Regions from separate parts of the Gossypium arboreum genome. Here region 1 is linked to region 2. The links are chromatin contacts, called in public Hi-C maps. All regions are on one chromosome and are shown on one strand. The core of a region is the stretch at or near the end of the contact, and the rest is flanking DNA. Distances in the headings are between cores, read along the strand shown. Region 1 holds the start of LOC108457936 (ethylene-responsive transcription factor 4-like). Region 2 holds the start of LOC108484143 (auxin-repressed 12.5 kDa protein-like).

Evidence for each region. Hi-C and Micro-C count contacts between places; a contact is called where the count stands out from the background.
Region 1: a contact with region 2 is called in a Hi-C map of leaf, with 3 times the contacts expected there. The contact joins the promoter of LOC108457936 here to the promoter of LOC108484143 in region 2. A contact is called at or near these places in 2 of 5 Hi-C or Micro-C datasets (both in leaf).

Annotation. Positions count from the first base shown.
Region 1 is chr6:50,224,028-50,228,747 of ASM2569848v2, reverse strand. LOC108457936 (ethylene-responsive transcription factor 4-like) reads left to right here and starts at 1,841. Exons shown (of 1, transcript XM_017757150.2): 1 at 1,841-3,113. The coding sequence starts at 2,082. The coding sequence ends at 2,768.
Region 2 is chr6:49,533,271-49,537,747 of ASM2569848v2, reverse strand. LOC108484143 (auxin-repressed 12.5 kDa protein-like) reads left to right here and starts at 1,315. Exons shown (of 4, transcript XM_053029518.1): 1 at 1,315-1,521; 2 at 1,603-1,789; 3 at 2,080-2,161; 4 at 2,302-2,710. The coding sequence starts at 1,413. The coding sequence ends at 2,152.

The DNA of each region.
Region 1 (4,720 bases), core at 592-3,091, 690 kb before region 2:
TTTACCAGTTCATTATATCTCTACTCTTTTCACGTCAATCCTAAAAAATCATAAATTTGAATTACATAAGTACCAATCAGTGCTAAATTAAAATTTCATACCAAGGAAAATGAAATATTGAAATGGAAGTGAGATTTTGAAGCAGTAGAACAACATGATGGTTTTAAATAGAGGTGAATACTAGGATAAAATTGAGTAAAAAATATTGAGTTAATTAAGTTGATGAGTCTCACTTTATTATTTTAATTCTATTTGATTTTTTTAAATCAAATAAGGTGATAGAGTTAAATTAAAAAATTAAATATGTTAAATTAAAATCTTGTCACCGTATAATTAATTCTATTTTAGAGTATATATATATATATATATATATTTGAAACTATATATATTTAAAAACTCTTTCGATTTCAAAGTAAAATAAAAAAGATATTTTAGTATAATCAACTTAAATAGTTAATTTACTTATTTAAGTTTTCAAAATTATTATTTTATAATTTTTTAAAACTATTTTATATATTCTTTAGAATTTTTGTATTTTTATAAAAAATTTTAAAATATAAATTTTAAAATTTTATAAAAATTAAATATTTAAAAATTATTTAAATTTTTATTGAAAGAAAGACCAATTAACTCATTCTTAAAATTGAGCAAAGACCAAAGGTATATATACATTAATTCATTATTTAAGTTATTTAAATTATAAAATTCAATTTAACTAGAACTTAAAACTTAATTTATTTATTCAAATTATCTGAAACTGTCGAATAATTCTACTCAATTAACTTAAAATTTAAAAAAAAAATTCCTATTTTTTCCGTTAGAATGAAATGAGGCTCAACCATAATTTTAAATTAATTTCAAAGGTGTGGGGCCTAACGTTTCCGCTCAACAGCCGGCAGCAGAAAATTGGTGGCTGTGTTGTGGAGCGTGAAATCTTAGGAAATTTTTGTGGGCAGCCCCCCAGGCTGTCCCCCACACCACCCTATTTTTTAATTATATAAACATTTGTCCTATAATCTACGAATTTTCTAGAAAACACAACTCATTAAGAAACTAAACCCTTTTTTTATTCTATACGGTTGTTGTAATAAGATTTACCTTCTCAATTTCTATGACCACTTCTTTAGTTGTTATTCCACTTTATTATTTCATACACTCTCTTAACCAACAAACCAACAAATAATTATTAAATTATTACTACTGCTTCTTGATCACAAATTCAAACAATTCCATGTTAAAAAGCGGGTAAATGAGCGTGAGATTGACGAGAAGTTGAAAGAGAGTGAGGGTGGGAGCTGTCGGGTGAAAATGATACTAGACGTCAGAAGCTAATCATGTGGGCAGCAGGCGTTAGACTGAGGAGGCTTTATTGTTTTTGTTTCTACGACTGCTAAGTGGCAATCAACACGCGTAAGGAACAAATGAAACGTGCCCACTTGTAATTGGATTGCTGAGGAACACCTGTTGGTCCAAGCGAGCGCTTCAAAAGGAGCTGGGTCGGGGCTTAACAAATAAAATAAAGGGCTAGCCACTAGCCAGCGCCCCCCACTCCTTATTTATCGTATCAACCCATAAAATAACCAAATGTCACGCGGCGAGTTAGCAGAATATGCCGACAACTTTTTGGAACTCCCTCTTCTCACTTCACATCCCTACCCCACGCGACTTGTTCCCATTTCCACCACTTTGTGTGAAAGGACGCGATGGAAGAGAGTGTGAGATGGAGACCCATACTACCGCACGCAATCAACAGTATCATAACATCCGTTAGATAATAGTATAATAATAGCCATGATGATATAAATAAGATAACCCACGTGTCACGTTATTTACAAAACTGCCACCAGGCAGCCGCCCTCTCAGTCAAATCCCTCCTTGACTGTACCCTTCATTAGACTCTGCTTCAATTCCTCGCCGATTCCTCTCCTCCCCTTCTATAAAATCCTCCTCGCTTCGCCCTCCTCCATTCTATCTCAACCCCACACATAAATACCCTTTTACCAAAGGAGAACATTAAAACATAGCCCTACTCTTCGTTTTCTTCAAGCGGAAAACAGAAAACTGAGGCTTTCCCTTCTCAAATGGCACCGAGGGAGAAAACGGCGGCCGTCAAGGGTACTGGGAATAATAACGAGGTTCATTTCAGAGGAGTAAGGAAGCGTCCATGGGGGCGTTACGCTGCTGAGATCAGAGATCCAGGGAAGAAGAGCCGTGTTTGGCTAGGAACCTTTGATACGGCCGAGGAAGCAGCCAGAGCCTACGACGCCGCCGCTAGGGAATTTCGCGGCGCCAAGGCCAAGACTAATTTTCCGGTCCCTTGTGAGAATCTCGGCAAAGGTAATAACTGTAAAAGTAATGGTAACAACCACCACCATAGCCCTAGCCAGAGTAGCACCGTGGAATCCTCGAGCCGTGAGCCGGCGCTCATGGTTGACTCTTCGCCTTTAGATCTCAACCTCGTACAAGGTGAGGCGGTTACCGGTTACGTGCCTACGGCTGTTAGATTTCCTTTCCAGCAAGCTTCACCGGTGCCATATATTGCGGGCCGCAAAGTTTTCTACTTTGAACCGTTCGTTCGGCCTGGTGCAGTGAAAGGACACCCATTTCAACGGTTTGGATTCGATCATCATGATCTTCATGCGACGTTTAATGGTGTACAAAGCGACTCTGACTCATCATCCGTCGTTGATTTGAACCACCACGAGGTCAAGTCGCGCCCGCTTCTCAATATCGATCTCAACCAACCTGCCGTGCCGGAAATTGCCTGATTTATTTTTTAATATTGGCAGATCGTCAAAGCGGAAAGGCAAAAAAGAAAAACGAGTTTTTTAAAATTTCGTTGTTTAAACATAACTTTCTTAGCAGTCCCGAGGAAATATCGAAGGTAGATTTTAGAGAAAATGAGACCCAAAAAAAAAAAAGAGATAAATTTACGGCAACAGCTGTGATATTTTGATGTGATCTATCGTGGCAATCGAATGGCCCAGATTATGTGTATAGTTAGCTCAAGAACTCCTTTTTTGCAGCAGATAAACATCAGTTTTGTCTGTTGTTTTAATAACTAATTACTGTAATTTTTCCCCCTATGAATTAAGCACAACAAGTTTCCTTAATCCCGCTAGTTGTTTCCTCTTTTTTTGATTTACGTATATTTATGGGTTTGATAGTAATTATTTCTGCCGGAATCTGAAAACTAATTCCGGCAATTTCTTGATCTATGATGGATAACTTTACGTGTTTTGCTGATCTATTTTTAATTAGTGTTATGAGCGCATTACTTTTTGTTTTGTTCTGTTGGTTGCTGAATTGATATATTATCAAACTTCCTTAATTTGTACTAATTTGAAAAATTACTTATGATTCAAGTTTTGGGAAATGGGTGCTGGTAATTGCATTTTTAGAACCATTTGAAATGCATAGATGAACCAATTTTTTCCCAACACCAGATTTGTCAAAATATCCAAAACCATGGGCAAATAAATAGTAATTACAGTTTTGGTATTATTTTTTCTTCATGCCATTGGTTAAGGATGGAAATAATAAAAAAGATTCGCTATAATTCCTTTCTGAGATTTTCCGTTTAGCAATCAGGGTGGGAGCACAAGTGGCTAGGTTTGGAAGAGGGTTGGGATTGTGGGACCCAAGAGTACATTGTTTTAGAGGGAAGAAAAAAACAAGTGGGCGCGTGAGGTGATATGAAAAATAAAAGAGCGGGTTTTTAGATAGGAGACCGAAAGGTAGAATTCCCCATGTTGACTGGAGGGGTATTTATCGAGATTCGTGTCGGAACTGCACGTGCTATATGACCGTCCGATCTTTGCGTGTGTGTCTTCCCGTTTTTCAAATCTAATCATTATCGTAATTTTTTTTTTTGAGAAAATAGAATTATTATCAACACGAAAAAAAGGAGAGTAAGGAGACAAGCCCGGGTCCCACGTGGACGCGGGCGTTGAAAGTGGAAGTAAGGTGAATGCGCGGCTGCCGCTTTTGGTGGGGTCCCCCGGTCTTTGAGCGTCCATATCTATGCTCAAAGATTTCGCTTTCTCGTATATATTTTTAAAAAACTTATTAAAATCATTAACCAACAACTTTTTAATTCCATTATCCTATTATTGCTCGACTTTAATATTTTAACATTCTTTCTGTCTAAAGTATACATTACCGATACGGTTCACGCTTAGTAGTTGCCATCCTCTGGTATAATTACGCGTTATGATAATTTTAATTGCATGTGGACTCCAAAATTTTTTTTTTTGAAAAGTAAAGGAGTGCATATCTGGAGCTTATGTGGGATGGGATGTTATGCACCAACGACTAAAATGTTAAAAAAAAAAAGAGAGAAAATATTTTAAATATTATTTTATTATATGAAATATGGATAAATAATTTTGGTAGAATAGGTGACGTGTCGGATAAGGGACAGACAGGAACGCCGGCGGGTCGGCGTGTTTACGTTAAAAGTTGTTTGGTTTTGTGGGACCCCTTGTTGTTTTTCGTTTTTTGCCTTGTATTGCCATGATTTTAAAAAAGACAAGGCTGATCCTCTTGATGCGCCACGTTTCACGCTCAAAGAGAAAGAGCGTGATATATATAAATATTATTTTATATAAAAGCACAGCAGAAGAAAAAGCAACCGCCAATTAATATTTCTTCTATCTATATTGTTTGTTTATACTATAAATAAAATATTGTTGAAAAACCAGTGTAAATAAAATATAAT
Region 2 (4,477 bases), core at 66-2,565:
TCGAGTTAAGTATGAAAGTGTTACATTTATGTTTGAATGAATTAAATTTCAACATATAAAAAGAGGAGGTAATAGAATGGCTCACCTGTTGGCCAGAGAAGGGTTAAGTCGGAACTGAAATGTGTGGTGGGTGGTGGAAGTTCCAGTGGCAGTACAGGAAATGGTGCAAATGGATAGACAATCTATGCATAGACGAACCTTGGTTGTGTTGAAGAATGGCTAGTAATCTTGAAACTGAAACTGAAACTGAAACTGAAACTGAAACTAGTAATTTGCAGAATGTTCCAGATTTAGAGCGATTCACTAGCATCGAAAATTTAGAACGATTCTTTTCCAAGCATGCAAAGGGTTGGGTTAATCTAAAATGGAGGGTATTCTTACTCTCTTGCTTTTGGGTGGCCTGAGATTCTCTTTAATATATTTTGACAGTTTTCTTTAAAAAATATATATCAGCCAATTAAATAAAATATTATAAATTTCGTAAGAATTTAAGTAATTAATTACATAAACTATTATGAAAAGCTCATTGAAAGAAGTTCCATAATGATGTAAGGGAATGAGATCCACGTGTCATCTTGTAATACATGATGATGCTGTCGAGAAGAATAGGACAAAACTTGTATGAGAGGGTCACACTTGTGACTGAAACCTTTAACCCACTCTCTCCTCTTCTCTTCTGATTTTTAATTGAGAATACTATTTTGCGGGTCCCTTTCCCTTTACTCATTCTTATCCATCCGTTTCCATATCTCCACTCTTCAATCTTCTATTGCCAATATTCATTAAAATTTAAAGATTTTTATTTAAATAGTACATTTTCAATTTTGTATAATAACTCTCTTTTGGTATAATTAAACGAATTAAGAATTAAAGCTTAATTAATTGTACCCACTAAACTAAAAATTATATCCTATTTTTTAGTTAGTTTATTTTAAACTAATTTTAATTAAAAGTAGCAAGCAATATGAAAATACACTAACACATTTAGAAAAAATCAATCATCTTCATAATAAATAAATATAATTGTTTATATATATAATAAGTAAACTAATAGTTAGGACTTTCTTTATATAATTAAATTAAAATTAAAATTTTTATATACAATTGCATCTAATCAAAATATTCTTATTTAATTTTTAAAAAATCAAAATATATATTTAAAACAATCGTAATACTCCTTTGTAATTTTTACTTACAATATGTAAAATAATAATTTATATCTTAAAATTAAAGTAATAAATGAATGTTGTCCGGATAGCAAATGATTGGAAATAGCAAAAATCAATATCCATATTAGTAGGCAGGAAAGATATTTTGGGCTGAATCTTCCTCTATATATGCCGCCAAATAAAAGCCACCCAAAAGCACTAAAAACACAAACAGAGAAGAGATATAATTGAAAGAAAAGAAAAATGGTTCTGCTAGAGAAACTTTGGGATGATGTAGTGGCCGGACCTCAACCGGAACGTGGCCTTGGCCGGCTGAGGAAGATCACCACCACCCCACCCTTGTCCACCAAAGGTAAAAACAATTAGCTTTTGCATTTCATCATTTGTATTGTGGACATTTAAGTTTCACTCTGAAATTGAATCTTTTCATTAGATGAGGCTTCATCAATGGCGATGCCGACGAGTCCGACGACACCTGGGACACCATCGACGCCGGTGTCGGCTCGTAGGGACAACGTGTGGAGGAGCGTGTTCAATCCAGGTAGCAACCTTGCAACCAAAGGTATTGGCGCTGAAGTTTTCGACAAGCCTCAACCTAACTCTCCTACTGTTTATGACTGGTTCGTACAGATTTTTTTTCTTGTTCAGTTATTTGCATGCATGCTAGCTTGGATAATTGGATATATATAAGTGGGACTTTGATTTTGCTTTTTGGATGTTTGTGATCCCCATCTGTTTGGTTGCTGAGAAAATTAATCATAGAAGAGTCATATATATATATATATATATTAACCAGATGTTTTGGAATTTGGATTCTTTTTAATATATAGTACAAAAATGAAGAGTTTTTCAAAAAGGAAGCCTCAAAAACTTTCCTGTTTGTTTTTTTTTTTTCCTAACGTTTTCTCAGCAACCAAACGGAGGCTCAGAGACAGATCATGCCGGAAAACTTGGCTCTTTGTTTGGTAGCTGCGTGGAAATAACAGTATGCTGTAATTATTACATTAATCCATTTATAAGCTTTTCTTTTTAATTATTCTTGTCAATTTACTATAAGATGATAAATAACCAAAGATTAATAATTAGTGTAATTTGCATGGATCTAATTTCTGGGTGTTAACTAAAATTTAAGAAGAAAGTTTGGTCCGGATGGGATGGGATGCAGGCTTTACAGCGGGGAGACCCGGAGCAAGCATCACCGTTGATTAGGCGGTGGCTGACGGCGGCGGATGGTAGCAAAACCACTAGCAGAAGGTTGCAGCTACTGAAGGAGCAGGATTTGCATGTAAATATATATATCGTCCTTTTTAAAAGTTCTTCAATGGGTCAATTTAGTAGTAGTAGTAAGTAAGATGTTTAAAAGAGTAAGCGGCAGCGCAGGGTGGTCGATGACCTTATGTCATTCAAGATCCCGGCCGTGAGCGGCGGCAGCTGCTGCTATATTAAATAATTATTAAATAAAGGGAAGGGGTATTGTATGAATGATGTTGCGTTAGTATGTGATTGGAACATCAACTTATTAATTAATTTTGGGTTTTTAACTTGATGTGAACATTTTTGTGGATTGCATTATTTAGGTAAGAAAAGTGGATAAGGATTAAGGTGGTGTGGTGAGGTGGCGGGGATCTATTTGCTTACCCATTTCATCACAACCTTTGAAAATTCACCAAATTAATAATGCATACAATTTATATATTAACTCAATATTAAAACTTCAAATTCATGTTATTTAGTAGTAAATATTATCTGAATCAATATTATGATATATCCAAAAAAAAATTTAAATCTAAATAGATTTGCACATACATTCAAATTTTAAGTTAAAGTTTCATAATGACTACTTAATGTAATTGGTAATTGATAGGTCCTTTTCTTTGAAATTCTCCCCTACCTTTTGTCCTTTTTCTTCCGTAATTTGTAAACCAACCCTACTTGAATTAATAGATTTTCTTTTTTTGAAGTAGAAATATTGAATTTGTGTTTAAGTCCTTATACTTTGTGTTCATTTAAATTTTAAATCTAATTGTCAGCACCATTAAATTCATGTTCATTACAATATCATTTTTTGTTACATGACTATCAAGTGAAAAATTTTTTTATTTCAAAATGTCATACAAGTAAATTTAATAGAAGAATTTTATCGATGTTGCTTGAATTTTGAAATTTGAAAATTAGATAACAATTATTGTAAATAAAAATTAAAGGACTAAATTCTAATTATATGAATAGTACATAGACAAGAAGGATAGTTTAACCTCAAGCTAAATTCGTTTTCCTTTATTTTTGTTTAACTCAAATTAATTTTACTAATAGTTAAATTAATCTATTTTTGAACATTAAAATAAATTAACATTGAACATAAACTAAAGTGTCTGGAAACAATTAATTTTTTCTTATTTTTAAATATGAAATAATAAAATATAAATGTTAACAATTATATAGGTCAATTGTTAGTATTTGATATTTTGGTTGGGTACTTTTTATTTCACAAGTAACCTTAAAAAATTGTTATGTATCTTTTTTAATATTATATTATACTCTTATAGGACACTTATCAATCCTTAACCTTACTTGTAAAATTTAAAAACTCCACTGACAGTTAGGGGTGAGCGTTCGATTGAATTGAGTGAAAAATTTCAAGTTAATCGAGTTGATGAGTCCTATTTTATCATCCTAACTCAATTTGAATTTTTTTCGAATCGAGTCGAGTGAAATGAAATTTGAGTCAAACCAAATTGAGTGAAATTGTTCGAGTTAAATTAAAAATTAAAATGTCAAATTAAAATCTTGTTACAATATAACTATAACTAATTTCATGTTAGAGCACATAATTTTGAAACCATATATATTTGAAATTTTTTTCAAAGAAATATAATAAAAAAATAAGATGCTTTAATATATAAACTTGAATTATTAATTAATTTATTTAATTCCCCAAAATTACTATTTTAGAAATTTTTAAAATTCTAACTTTATATATTCTTTAATTTTTTTAAATTATTATAATTTTAAAAATATATCAATTTTGGAATTTTTGTAAATATTTTGAATTTTAAAATTATTTTATAACTTTGAAAATTATTTTGAATTTTTTGAAATTTTTGTTGAGAAAGATTAATTTGTTCATTTTCAAATGAGAAGGACCAAAAGAGTATTTACACAAATCTGTTATTCAAATTGTAAAATTCAATTTGATTTGAACTTTAAAAACTCAACTCGATTAACTTGAAATTTGAATTTTTTGAATCAAATTGAGTTTCACTCACCCTTACTAACAACATACCAAATATTATTTCTAATTTTATTAT